Linked DNA regions of Sus scrofa: all the other regions are linked to region 2. A link is a contact called in public HiChIP or PLAC-seq data. All regions are on one chromosome and are shown on one strand. The core of a region is the stretch at or near the end of the contact, and the rest is flanking DNA. Distances in the headings are between cores, read along the strand shown.

Region 1 (4,239 bases), core at 1,572-4,071, 270 kb after region 2:
TTTGTCCTAAGTGCTTTGCATGTATTATCTCATTTAATCATGCCTTGATTCTGTGGCATAGACATAAATGAATAAACTGAGGTGCAGACATGTTAACTGACTCGTTAGTAAGTGTCAGAGCCTGTACTCAAGCTCATTCTTGACTCTGGCACCAGTGTTCTTAATTCTGAGTTTTCAGCATGTTAAATTAAAAGGTCTTTAATTTAGAGAGTTATTTATACTTTCCACAATTAAAAAAAAAACATGAATAATTATTTTTCATCCTTTTGTCTCTTCAGGCATTTCCCATGTTCCTTTTCAAGAAGATATGTCATTTAGTGTTGCAGATCTTAAAGAAAAAACTGCATTTTAAGATCAGTCTTTAACCATATATTTATGGATCTGTTGACCAGTTAAAAAGAGGTGCTATATAAATTGATTTTTTTCTTTTTCTTTTCTTTTTCAGGGCTGCACCCATGCCATATGGAAGTTCCCAGGCTAGGAGTCAAATCAGAGCTGCAGCTGCCAGCCTATGCCACAGCCACAGCAAAACAGGATCCAAGCTGTATCTCAGACCTATGCTGCAGCTTGAGGCAATGCTGGATTCTTGGCCCACTGAGTGAGGCCAGGATCAAACCGGCATCCCTATGGATACTAGTTTGTTCCTCATGTAACGTGCTGAACTATATCAGGAATTCCAATTTTTTTCTCATCAAGAGTTTAATGCTATGTTATGTAGACCATTGTTTTTACATGCCAATATAATTAAAATCTAGATATTCACATTAACATATAACCCAAAGCTATACTGTTAACAATATAAGTCATAAGACAAAGGTGAGAAAATAATCCAGTGCCAAGTGGAGATATGTATGCAGTGCTCTTTGCATAGCTCAAAATATATGTCTTTTTCATTTAGAAGACTGACAGGCTTGAAATGCATGCTTCCAAAGCCAAAAAGTGATGAAGTATTATCCAAGAACTTGCAAAGCCATGTTAGCAAACAGGAAATACTGGCTGCCACATTATCAGTTTAACTCCTGTGCAGGTCCCCTGCCCAGGTCTCAGTGCGAGTTTTGGAAAAATCTCATTCCTCCTTCCTGACTACACAGTGATCTCAATTCAAGGTGGTAAGTCACAAACTAAGAGTTGTCTTCCCTTTTCTGAATCCATCTAAGATTATCTTCCACTCTTTTTTATTTTTTAAAAAAAATTTTTTTAATTTATTTTTTGTCTTTTTGCTATTTCTTGGGCCGCTCCCGCGGCATATGGAGGTTCCCAGGCTAGGGGTCGAATCGGAGCTGTAGTCTCCGGCCTACACCAGAGCCACAGCAACGCGGGATCCGAGGCGCGTCTGCGACCTACACCACAGCTCAGGGCAACGCCAGATCGTTAACCCACTGAGCAAGGGCAGGGACCGAACCTGCAACCTCATGGTTCCTAGTCGGATTCGTTAACCACTGCGCCACGACGGGAACTCCTCTTCCACTCTTTTAAAAGCAACAATAAGATAAAATAAAAGTAAACCTAAAGCCATTTTCCTGTTCTTTTTGAAATTCAGGTTTATGCTCTTTTTATAAAAACCACTTATACCCATTCTTTTTTTTTTTTTGGTCTTTTTGCCATATCTTGGGCCACTCCCGCGGCATATGGAGGTTCCCAGGCTAGGGGTCTAATCGGAGCTGTAGCTGCCAGCCTAGGCCAGAGCCACAGCAACGCGGGATCCGAGGCGCGTCTGCGACCTACACCATAGCTCAGGGCAACGCCAGATCGTTAACCCACTGAGCAAGGGCAGGGACCGAACCTGCAACCTCATGGTTCCGAGTCAGATTCGTTAACCACTGAGCCACAACGGGAACTCCTATACCCATTGTTATACCTATTTGTAATGCTTAAAATATTTCAGATTTTAACATTTCCTGCTACCTTAACTACTTCCTTTGAGAGATATACAAGAAGAGGAGTTTTGTCTTTTGTTGTTCTTCGTATTTACTTAGAAACGAACTTCACAGAAAAACTTAGGGAACAATGCGAGTACCCTCGTGTTCTGTAGTAAAGGGTGTGGTCGGTGACTTGGCCCGCGGTTGGGTAACGTGGCAAGAAAGACCCTATTGTAATACTTCTGAGCAAAGGCACGGAGGGTTTGCCGCCAAGACGCGAAAGGTCTGCCTTTTTAAAACGTTTTGGGACTGGGCAGAGCTGGCGGCTACCTTGCACAGCACAGCTGCTGAGGGAAAGGAGAGCGGGAGACTTGCACCGAAAGCAGGAAGTGTGATGCAAGCTTGGGACCCAAAACCCGAAATCCCTTCTCAGCAGCGCCTCCCAAAGCCAGCCACAGCTTTCCCTAGGAGAAGGCGCAGAATCCCCAGACCCAGGCTAGCCGCACCCCATCTCCTTTCTCTTTCCTCTACTACGGCACACAGACGAGCACGTGAGCAGGGCAGCGCTTCCCAGCTGTGCCTCAGCTGACCGCCTCCTGATTGGCTGAGACAGACGTGGGCTGGGGTGGGGACTGGCCGCCTGCGTCGCTCGCCATTGGTTCTCAAGGAACCCGCCTCCCCCTCAGGTGAGGCGGGCTTGCGTGAGCGCGCTCCGGGTTTCCGCGGGCGAGCGCGCCCCGACACTCCCCCGCGCCCGCGCGCCCGCGCGCGCCTCCGCCCTTGCCCGCCCCCTGCCGCTGCCTCAGCTCCTCAGTGCACAGAACCGCCTCGTCTGAGGGGACGGGAGGATCGCCTTCGCCGCCGCTTTGGCCAGTGCGCGGGGCCGTGCCCTGACAAGCTGCCTCGGGGGAGGCTCTTCGGAGCCGGACCTGGACCCTCGTGATTGCCGCCTGCCCTCCCGCCTCTGGTCTCACGAAGGGTTTCCCGCCTCGCACCCCCACCTCTGGACGTGCTTTTCCCTCCTCCCCGCGTGCGGAGGGAGCCAGCGCTTAGGCCGGAGCGAGCCTGGGGGCCGCCGGCCGCGAAGGCATCTCGGGCACAGATTCGCCATGGAAGGCGCCGGCGGCGCGAACGACAAGAAAAAGTAAGCCCACTCCCCCGCCGGTCAGTCCTCCGCCCGCACCCCCGCCCAGGCTCGCGGGCTGGCTCCGCGTTCCGGGGGGCCGCCTTTTTGTTTCTGCCTCCTGTCCCCTCCCCTCTCCCCCAGCCTCGCCGGCCGGGCTCCCCCACTGTCCACGTCGCCATCTTGTCGTGGGGGGTGGGAGACGCGTCCAAAGTGCTTGTGGGGGCCCGGCCATGGGCCCTGGGCCCTGCTGGCTTCTGCTCCCAGCCGCCCGGGCCTCATACGGCCCTTTCCTGCTCCCCAAAACCTCCAGCCTGGCCGGTGCCCGCTCCGAGTGGACTTCTCCGCGCCCGAAAACCCCGGGAAGAGAAATGAGACGCGGCTCGGTCGCCGCCGCTTGCACCCGAGCTTCCGCCCCTTCCCGCCCCCATCCTCTCGGGTTCCATTGAAAACTCGGCTCCGCGTCTGCCCCTGCGCGCAGGTCCTCGCTTCCTTGTGGGCGCGGGGCTCTGGATTTCCGACCCAGGGGCTCGCGTGGTCGGATGCGATCGTGCCCAGCGGTTGTCCGGCCGCGGCGGGTGCCTTTGCCTTTGTGCTTTAGGGACTTGCTGCGAGGGCCTGGGATGCTAACTTTTTAGTTTACACGTGCAGGTTTGGTTTGATTTGGTTTGGTTTTAATCGCCTTGGAAAACTTGCCTAGAGTGAGAGTCAGAGTAACGGGAATTTAGAGAAATAGCAACATTTAAATGAGAACATCATAATTGGATTCTGGGGTTTCTATCACCTGTCAAGAGAGCCCAGACGTTGTAAGTGAAGTATATCTACTTCATTCATTCTGGAAGATACCTTAGTGAAAACGTAGCGTCTGGCTAAATTCAGGCAAACACTTAATAATGAGATTGGAAAGAAAGTGTGATGGGAGCAAATGAAATGCAACACTAAAATGTTGCAAAATTTTTAGACCTGTCTCATTTTCCTGAAGTTGAAGTGTTCTAAAATATATTCGAAGTAAATTATCATCCTGTTAGAACTTAATGCAAGTATTTAAAACACCTTGAAGTTTGAGTCTTAAGTGGTACCTTGTAGGATTAAGAATTGTGAGTCCAACCAGTGGAATTAAGTGATTCTCTACCCACCCACCCCCAACGCTCACAGTGTTTGGTCCACTCTGGTATTTTAACCTTTGAGGAAATTATTTTAAGAAATTGAAGATTTCTGGTAAGAGTTCTGGTTTGTAGACTAGCTTTACTGTTAAGT
Region 2 (4,229 bases), core at 1,550-4,049:
CCTGCAGCCCAGGGAGGGTTACAGATGACCCGGGAATGCCTTTAGCAGGGACAGAGCTCATGCTCTCAGCTCCCTCCTGACGGAGTGTCCCAGGTCATCTGTGAAGCAGTGCACCTGGAGTTCTTGGCAGGGGTATGACCTTTGTTGAGAAGCCACCCCTCAATGTCAGTCACAGGGCAGAAATCCTGCCTTTGGGGGTAGCACAGACAGGAATATTTGCTGTCAGCTTACTCGACCGGGGCAAACTGACTTCAGTGCACTTAAGTCACACTTAAAATATGTATGTCTGAAAATCACCCAGCAGCATGGGTGCAAGGAAACTGTCTTTTCTCTGGGTTCTCCACTGTTATATTAAATATTAGCAAAGGAGTGTATGGATGAGAGAGAAAGACAGAAGAGAGAGGCAGCAGGAAAGTCATGTGACCCTGGACCGTGTCTTTCAAATTTCATCAGGAGCTGTCTACACTGCAGCCTTCAATGGGGGAGCTCTGAGTTCTCATCCTGACCTAGCCAAAACCCCCTTGTCTTGAAGAAGGTCCCCTGCCTTGGATTTTTTTTTTTTTTTCCCAGTTAAGTACCTTTACCTAAATCTGTATTCTTCTGTCATGGACCTGTTGTCAGAAATTCCTTCCAGAGGGACGCTCCACTGGCTTTATGCATGTGCGGTCAGGAGGTCAGCCAGCCCTAAAGAGCCCTTCAGCTCTCATTCCCTGTCCCAGGGTTCAGGGAATACCTGGCAGTGGCAGCCAGGCCCAGGGATGAGAAGATGCATTTGGTCCCTAAGCTCTAAGTCACAGTGACATCCTGGGCCAGGGCTGGGTGACAGTGAGTTAGGTGAGGAGACAGGGAAGTACAGCCACAAAAGCGGAAAGACTTCTCCCTCAGCAGGGCAAGGCCTCTGTGAACACCTTACATAGCTGGTGGATCCTCGGAGCCTAACTGCCCCAGCCTTGCAGAAGGGGTGGCTGAAGGATGAAGTAGCAGCAGCTGCTATTCACTGAGGCCCTAGCGGATGCTGGATACTTATGTTCATTACCAGGATCTGGACAACTGGGCATTTAGGTATTTTTCACAAATATCTTTTGGATGAAATATCTCCTGATGCCCACGGTAATCCACAACAAATACGAAGTGTAGATACTATTAGCCTCATTTTTTCCCCCTGAATCTAAAAGTATTTAATTCTCTTTATTTATTATTATTATTATTTTTTGTCTTTTTTTAGGGCCGTACCCATGGCATGTGGAGGTTCCCAGGCTAGGGGTCCAATCAGAGCTGTAGCTGCCAGCCTACACCACAGCCACAGCAACGCCAGATCCAAGCTGTGTCTGTGACCTACACCACAACTCACAATAACACCAGATCCTTAACTCACTGAGTAAGGCCAGGGATTGAACCCACAACCCGGTTCCTAGTCGGATTCATTTCCACTGCACCATGACAGGAACTCCTAATTCTCTTTATAAATACATGCAAAGAAGAAAGTAAAAATAATTCACAATCTTACAGGCCAAAGACAACTCTTATTAGCATTGTCATATATGATCTTCCAGGCTTCTTCAATGCATAAAGACTAAACTACCAAGTTTATTCCACATTATCTTTTTTCATTTTTATTTTTTCCATCATAGTTGGTTTACAGGGTTCTGTGAGTTTTCTACTATACAGCCAGGTGACCCAGTCACACATACCTATATACATTCTTTTTCTCACATTATCTGCTATCATGCTCCATCACAAGTGACTAGATATAGTTCCCAGTGATATACAACAGGATCTCATTGCTTGTCTAGCGTCATTTTAAAGTTCTGGAAACTGAAGTCCAGAGAGGTGAAAGAACTTGCCCCAGATTACACAGCAAGCAAGAGTCGGGCTGGGGTTCTTAACCAGCTTCCTGATCTATGCTAGTTGCTTTATCCCACAAGTAGAAATGTCCCCTCTGCAATGTGTGCAGCTAAGGAGAGTGTCACCAGGCAGGAATTCAGCCCCCCTCCCTTTTTTTTTTTTTACAATATACAGAGTGGTGGCCTTTTATAAAATACCTAAGGAAAGGCCTTTTCCTTTTACCTGTTGGGTTTCCTCCCTTCCCTGAGCCATGGGTACCACACATACAATTGGGTCAGCTTCTGGGTCATTTGGTAGAGTTTGCCTTTGGCTCAGATAAAAACAGAAAGCGAGCCAGAACATGGCGTTTCCCAAGTGGGCATGTTCCCAATTTATTCATCGTGTTCAGGCCCGGGACAGAATGCACAGAGGTTGTTTCCAGGCCCTGGATTTCTGGGAGGTTTATTTCGGACCTTTGCTTCTGTCCTCTGAGGCTTCCCGGCTTCCCGCCTCTCTGTGACTCAATAGAGCCATGGCAATGAATGGGAAGGAGGAGAACCCGGAGTTCTGGCTGTTCCCTTCGCTCCCTCTGCTTGGCTCCGCCTGCCAGAACACTCGGCGTGACCCAAGGGTTTGAAAGGTTTGGCATGTGTTTCCCTTTGAGGTTGTTTTGTTGTAGCTGGCCTCGTTGCTAGCCTTCATCGATGCTGATGACCTAGACCTGGCCTCGACCCCCCACCTCCATGGTTCTAAGGTGGTTCCTGGATCGCCTGTCATTTCCTGTGACTCATCTGAGACTTGCCAGGATCAGCTCTGGTCTCTGCATTCCCCGACCGCTGCCTGAGCTTTGTGGTAGTGAGTTTTGGTCATGGTTTTCCCTGCCCGTGCCTGGGAACCTGCCAGAGTCTAGATCCCCTGGCCTTAGCAGGGCCCTGCTTTAAAACCATGGGGCTTGAAGTGCTGGGAGTGGCTCCAGGCCTGAGAATGTGATGGGCTCTCTGCCAAATAGTTTAGTGAGAAGTCAGCTGGACCGGAATCACCATGATGGAGAGCTAAGCCAGAGAAACAGTCCTTTGAATCCTTGGTCTAGTTGGGATGAGAAGATTAACACACATGGAACAGACAGTACAGTGACTGGATTTACTTTCTGCTACAAAAGGAAAGGGACCCGAAACTGGACACTGGATTCTGGGGGAGAATCTTACCTACAGGCCAGTCTTTCTTTGGTTTGTTATAAGACTAACAATCCAACTGGCAGCACCTCAGGGTGGCCTATAGGTGATACCCTGGGAGTAGCTGGAGTGGGTCTCACTTTGACCCTGAACCGAGAATCATGCAGTGTAAAAGCCCACTGCTCTGGGTGGAAACCATAGGCCAGAGTGGACTGAAGTTTTGAAATACTTGAGTTCCCCATAATTATTTCATCACTGGTAGGAACTCAGCTGTGTCCATCTCTTCCAGATTATTCTGAGGCCACTCACGACAACATCAGCCCACCCTTCTGTATAAATGTAGCAGAATTGGAATCACAAAGACTTACCCGCCAGCAGGTGACCATCAGAGGTGTCAGTTCATTTGGCCATGTGCCTGGCTTGCTTTCAGGGTATGTGCTCAGCTTCGAGGTCTTAGGGTGCAGCGGTGAACACAGGAGGGGGGCCCTTCCCTCATGGAGCCAGGTTCTCCTAGGCAATTGGGGACCCAAGCAGTCTGTCCACAATGTGGAGTCAGCCGCTGAGCCTCTGAGTGATCTGGTCACAATAGCAGTTGTGAGCCTGCCATCCGCTCAGAGGAGAGCCCATAGGGCTTGCCTGGAAGCTGCATGTGCACACGGATTCATATGTGCTGCAATGGAAGGAAGACCTGATGGAGATTCCTGGGGGCAGGGATGGGCCAGGATCCTTGGCCCTGCTGGGCTTGGGGCAGAGCTGAGCAGCTCACCTCCCCAGGCTCACCTTTGATGTTTACGCTGTGTCATCCACTGTGAGCACTGGCCTCTTCTCTGGCAGCCCCACACCCGGCTGCATGGACCCTCTCCCGCCCCCAATATCAGTGCCTCTAGACTGATTGCTGTCCTGCTGGTCCTGCCCTGTGCTCTCAGGTAGAACCTCAGCTCTGGCTCACAGCAGCACCCCCCGCCCCGCAACCCCTACACACATGCTGGGGGCCTTTGGTGAGCCCTGCCCTGTCTTCCCTTCCCCGCCCCCCAGGGATTCCTGTTTCCTTTCCGTGTGAGGCCTCCTGGTTTCAGTGTATTTGCACAGTAGAGGAGCCCACTCCCACCCACTTCTTGAGGACGGTCTATAAGGATATATTTCTCAGGTCTTACGAAGGGAGTCTTGGAGTTCTTCCCAGAGTCTCTTCATTCCATTCTTAGGGCGTACAATTTTTTTCAACATGAAAATGAT
Region 3 (4,177 bases), core at 354-2,853, 330 kb after region 2:
TGGAGTGCTTCAAGCTATTTTAAATAGCAGAACCATCTGGTCCTGGCAGCATTGTGCCAGCCTCTCAGAGACCGTCACAAATGGCCTTATAAATAATGCTCTTATGCAAGGAGAGCCCTACCCCAGAAATTAGAGTCCTGTGATAGGTCGTCTCCCTTCCTGTGAGTGAATGACCATAGTACTGTCTTCACATCTGAAGAAAGTATAGCAAAGGAGTTCAAGCATTTTTGTTCCTTTTTTCTAAGCCACAATATTAACTTTTTTAACTGCTAGATAAGTTTAAATGAATCTAACATTTCATTTAGATGCTGGACTTTGTGCTAAACATTTTGCATGTTATGGCACAATCTTTGGAAAACCCCTATGAATTCGTACCTGTTTCTCATTTTGTAGATGAGTAAACTGTCTTGGAGAGGTGGCCTCCCAGGGATTTCAGAGCGTCTGAACTGGTGGGGTGTACCCGGTCTGGGAGAACCTGCCCTTTTCCCGATTAATTGCTTAAATGGCAACTAGGAGAAAGCAATCAGGGAGTAGGGAACTGAGGGCAGGTGTCCCTTGACAGTAATGAAGTCATAGAGGACAATGAGAGGTTCAATGAGAGGAATGGAAGGCATCTATGAAAATGAATACAAGTGGTATTCTGGTGCTATTTAGTGGGTTTGAGTTTGACCTAGAGATTCGGGTGTCTGATTATGGAAAGGTAAATTATTTACTCACAGGTAAATGAGATGGTGGATGAAAAGTATGTAGATGAACTATAAAAGGCTATATGAATATATGGTATGGTTCTGCCAGCATGGCATATATTTAAGTTTGTATTACAACTGCCTAAATCTTGGTTTTCTCCTATAACCTCAAAAATACATAAAAAGATGAACTTAAAATTATTTGCTTTGTGGAAACGTAAACATTCTAAAAGTTCACATTTCTAACCTAGTAACGTCAAAAACAAGTTGCAAAAAATATGAATTTTTTTTTAAGGCAAAGGGATTCGGTTAAATAAAAGTTTTGCAAACATGTTGCTAGCTGGAACTACAAAAATGTAAAGAAAAAAATTTTACTCGGGTGTTTTTTTTTTAAGTCTACGACTAACCACTTTGCTCATATTTCATCCCTTTAAATAGCGCTGAACCTGTTGTCCCAGATCATTTTACAGAGAATTAGTCCAATCTGTAGAATTTGATATGAAATAGCCTCCCTGTAAGATAAACGCTTACACCTTACCAAAAACATTCCTATGAACGCCTTCTGGAGCTTTGTTGTGTTCACACCTTTCAGAGGTTTGGACATAATTTTTATTCTTACCTGTAGTGGATGGTTTTATCCAAGACGCTGCTCAGACACCCGATCTCCTTGTACTATTTAATTTCTTTTATTCCCTTGTCTTGGCTCCATTCCGGGACGGAGAGGAAAGACAGGTGCCTGAGAGCGGCAGTGGTCAGACCCTCAGCAGGGAAAATAGCAAGGATACGGAAGGGACCGGCCACCCCTTCTGTCCCCGGCGCCCGGGTGCCTACATGATAAGGATGTGAAACGGGAGCCTCGGGGAGAAACTTCCCCAAACCCCGCCCGCCGCGCTGCTGGCCCCGCCCCGGTACGTGCCGGAGCGCAGCACCGCAGCCCCGGCCCCGCCCGCGGCCTGCGGCCCAGGAGTGAGGCCGGCACGAGGCGGCCCTGGCGGCGGGTAGGTCTGTTGCTCCCGGCTCCCGCCTACGTGTGCGAGCGCATGTGGAGGCGCCACCGCCCGGCCTGGGGATGCGCGCGCGCGGGCGGGGGCGCGGGCCCCGCACTGCCCTTTGTCTTCCGTGTCTTGTCGGCTTCTGCTGTCTGCCCTTCCCCAAACTTGGTGGTTTGGGATGTTGGGTTGGGGGGCGGGGAACGCGGGGAGATTTTTGGGACGGGAAGTGTGCTTGGCAAATGCTCCCAGGCAAGTGCATTGCAATGTGAATCTGTGCCCTGCAGGACAGAAAAATACCGACGGGTCGCCTAGCAGATTGGGCATCGGTGTAACAGTTTTTTTTTTAAATTAGTCCTCATCGACCAAGTCTGTCAAAAACAGAGAAGCTGTGGGTTTATTTGAACATTTTTAAGGCGCTCAAAGACTTTGTTTATTTAAAGCACTTTGAGATATGCCAGATTTAAGTAAATGGAAACTTTAGCCGCCTCAGGTGGGTTTTATTTTTTGTTGGTTTTCTTTTGGTTTGGGATTTTTTTTGCTTCAGTTGTTTGAATTCATTGTGTGTCTGCACTTTATCAAAGCCGGCTATTGAGAATCCTTTGGGAGAAGATAATCTTGTTGGACAGAAGGGAGGTGAGTTTACGGAAAAAGGAAAAGCTTGGGGCCTTAATCTCCTGTGATTAATAGGTTATGATTGCGCAATTTGTTGTCAAGTATGGAGCCTGGTATTGTTTAGAATAAAAAAAAAAAAAAACCTCGCCTCTGTATATCCACAGCTGATTATATTTTACATTTATTTGTATTTTTTTCAGAAAAATTCATTGTTTATGGTTTTTCAAGTAGAATTTCCTAAAAAGTAGGACATTAAAATTTCTCTTTAAATTTTAACATTTAAAAAAGTGCTCGAGGTGTTTTAAAAAAATTTTTTTAACTAATAAAACCTGATCTGTAGCCTCAGTCATTATGTTTGTGTTTAATTAAGAGAGGTGCCATTTAGGGAGAGTGCTGTAACTCTTGTGGTTTTATGGATGCTTAATAAATCCCTATAAACTGGTGATTCTTTACAGAGGAGCACAGACCAGGGGGTGGGAGTGAGGGTGGGGTTAGTGAAATGGGAGCAGTGCTGTAATGTTCATCCCAAAGGGAAACGCATTTTTGAAAATTGAGAAACATCACATATAGCCTGACAAGTAGGCTAGGACGCTGTTAAGTCAAATATTTTTGAGAGATCTTTGAAATGTTAAAACATGAATAAACCTATTTTGGGGATGTGAGGGCCATCTGGCTACGACATCTGTCACCCCATTGATTCGGCTGATCTGGCTGCCTAGGCGGGTGTCCCCTTCCTCCCTCATCGCTCCACGAGTGTCCCTCCTGAAGCTGTGTGTTTAGGCAAAGAGGATAACCATCCCCGATAGAGGAGAACCATTCTTGGGTCAAGGGTATATGAGTAGCTACGCTCCCCTGCTAGAACCTCCAAACAAGCTATCAAGGTCCAATAAGAAAACTGTTTTGTGTAGAGATCCTTAAAGTGTATTTTTGGATAATATTATTGGTTCTTTGAAACTTTTTTTTGATGGTTCTGTACACAACTGATTATGATACGCTTTAATAGGAGCACTGAGCAAGATTTGAGGTAAGCCATTGTAACGTGTTGTCCGACTCTCCAGCCTGCTGGTAGAATATTCAAAGCAAAAACCCAACTGAAGTAAGCTACTCGCATTGCAATTTAGACAGGAGCCAGCACAGCCTGAGTAGGTAAGTGTCTTGCTACTTCCTGGGCAAATTCAGCTGTAAATATTTGCCGTCTCTGAATTTCACCTTTAGCCCTTTTACTTTACTTCTCTCTTCTTTTAACTGTCTGTGATCATTTCTGCCTGTGTTCCCTCCCCTACTAAACTCTTTATTTCCTTCAGAGCGTGGTTCCCATCCAATTCATCTTTGATTACTCCTAAAACTTTCCATTCCCAAGTTGTCCACTTGCACAAGGGCAACTCACATGTGATTGAACATGGGAGAGGCTATCCAGTGACATGGAGACCAGAGAAGAAATTATCAGAGGAATGGACTGGGGAAAATGGGACCATGTTCTAGCTCTTCCAGTGAAATCCATTTATTCAAAGAACAATGACTGAGCGTTGAGTGCGTCTGAGATGTTTGCTGTACTCTAAATGTTTATGGCCCCTCAAAATTTATATGTTGAAATCTGATCTCCAAAATGATAGTATCAGCAGAGGAGGGGACTTTGGGGATGAGTGGGTCATGAGGGTGGAACCACATAAAAGGGATCTGTGCCCTTTTAAAAGAGGCTGCAGATAGCTCTGTCGCCCCTTTGGCCTCTGGAGGATACAAGGAGAAGTTAGGGATCTGCGGCAAGGAATAGGGCTCTCACCAGTGAGCACTGACTGCCAGGATTCTGGTCTTGGACTTCCAGCTCTAGAACTGGGAGGAATAAATGTTTGTTGTTTATAAACTACCCAGTGTTTGGTATTTTGTTTT

Evidence for each region. HiChIP or PLAC-seq counts read pairs in DNA pulled down with a chosen protein or histone mark.
Region 1: a contact with region 2 is called in an H3K27ac HiChIP or PLAC-seq map of alveolar macrophages. The contact joins the promoter of HIF1A here to the enhancer-like site in region 2. A contact is called at or near these places in 1 of 5 promoter capture datasets (liver), 6 of 47 Hi-C or Micro-C datasets (brain, embryonic fibroblasts, fibroblasts and 2 more) and 2 of 2 datasets of contacts at active chromatin or transcription factors (alveolar macrophages and skeletal muscle).
Region 3: a contact with region 2 is called in an H3K27ac HiChIP or PLAC-seq map of skeletal muscle, with 10 times the contacts expected there. The contact joins the promoter of SNAPC1 here to the enhancer-like site in region 2. A contact is called at or near these places in 1 of 5 promoter capture datasets (liver), 27 of 47 Hi-C or Micro-C datasets (adipose tissue, alveolar macrophages, blood and 15 more) and 2 of 2 datasets of contacts at active chromatin or transcription factors (alveolar macrophages and skeletal muscle).

Annotation. Positions count from the first base shown.
Region 1 is chr1:190,622,615-190,626,853 of Sscrofa11.1, forward strand. It overlaps HIF1A (hypoxia inducible factor 1, alpha subunit (basic helix-loop-helix transcription factor)), which reads left to right and starts at 2,822. Exons shown (of 15, transcript NM_001123124.1): 1 at 2,822-3,003. The coding sequence starts at 2,969.
Region 2 is chr1:190,349,487-190,353,715 of Sscrofa11.1, forward strand. The region is part of intron 9 of PRKCH (protein kinase C eta type); the gene reads left to right. Among named protein-coding and RNA genes, the nearest start is that of PRKCH, 150 kb to the left of the region's middle. Within about 2 kb of position 2,800, at least 36 of the 83 cell types and tissues checked have an H3K27ac peak or open chromatin away from gene starts, as enhancers often do. A contact at or near this core is called in adipose tissue, alveolar macrophages, embryonic fibroblasts and 6 more, where this site is marked.
Region 3 is chr1:190,676,162-190,680,338 of Sscrofa11.1, forward strand. It overlaps SNAPC1 (snRNA-activating protein complex subunit 1), which reads left to right and starts at 1,604. Exons shown (of 12, transcript XM_021062485.1): 1 at 1,604-1,684; 2 at 1,963-3,436.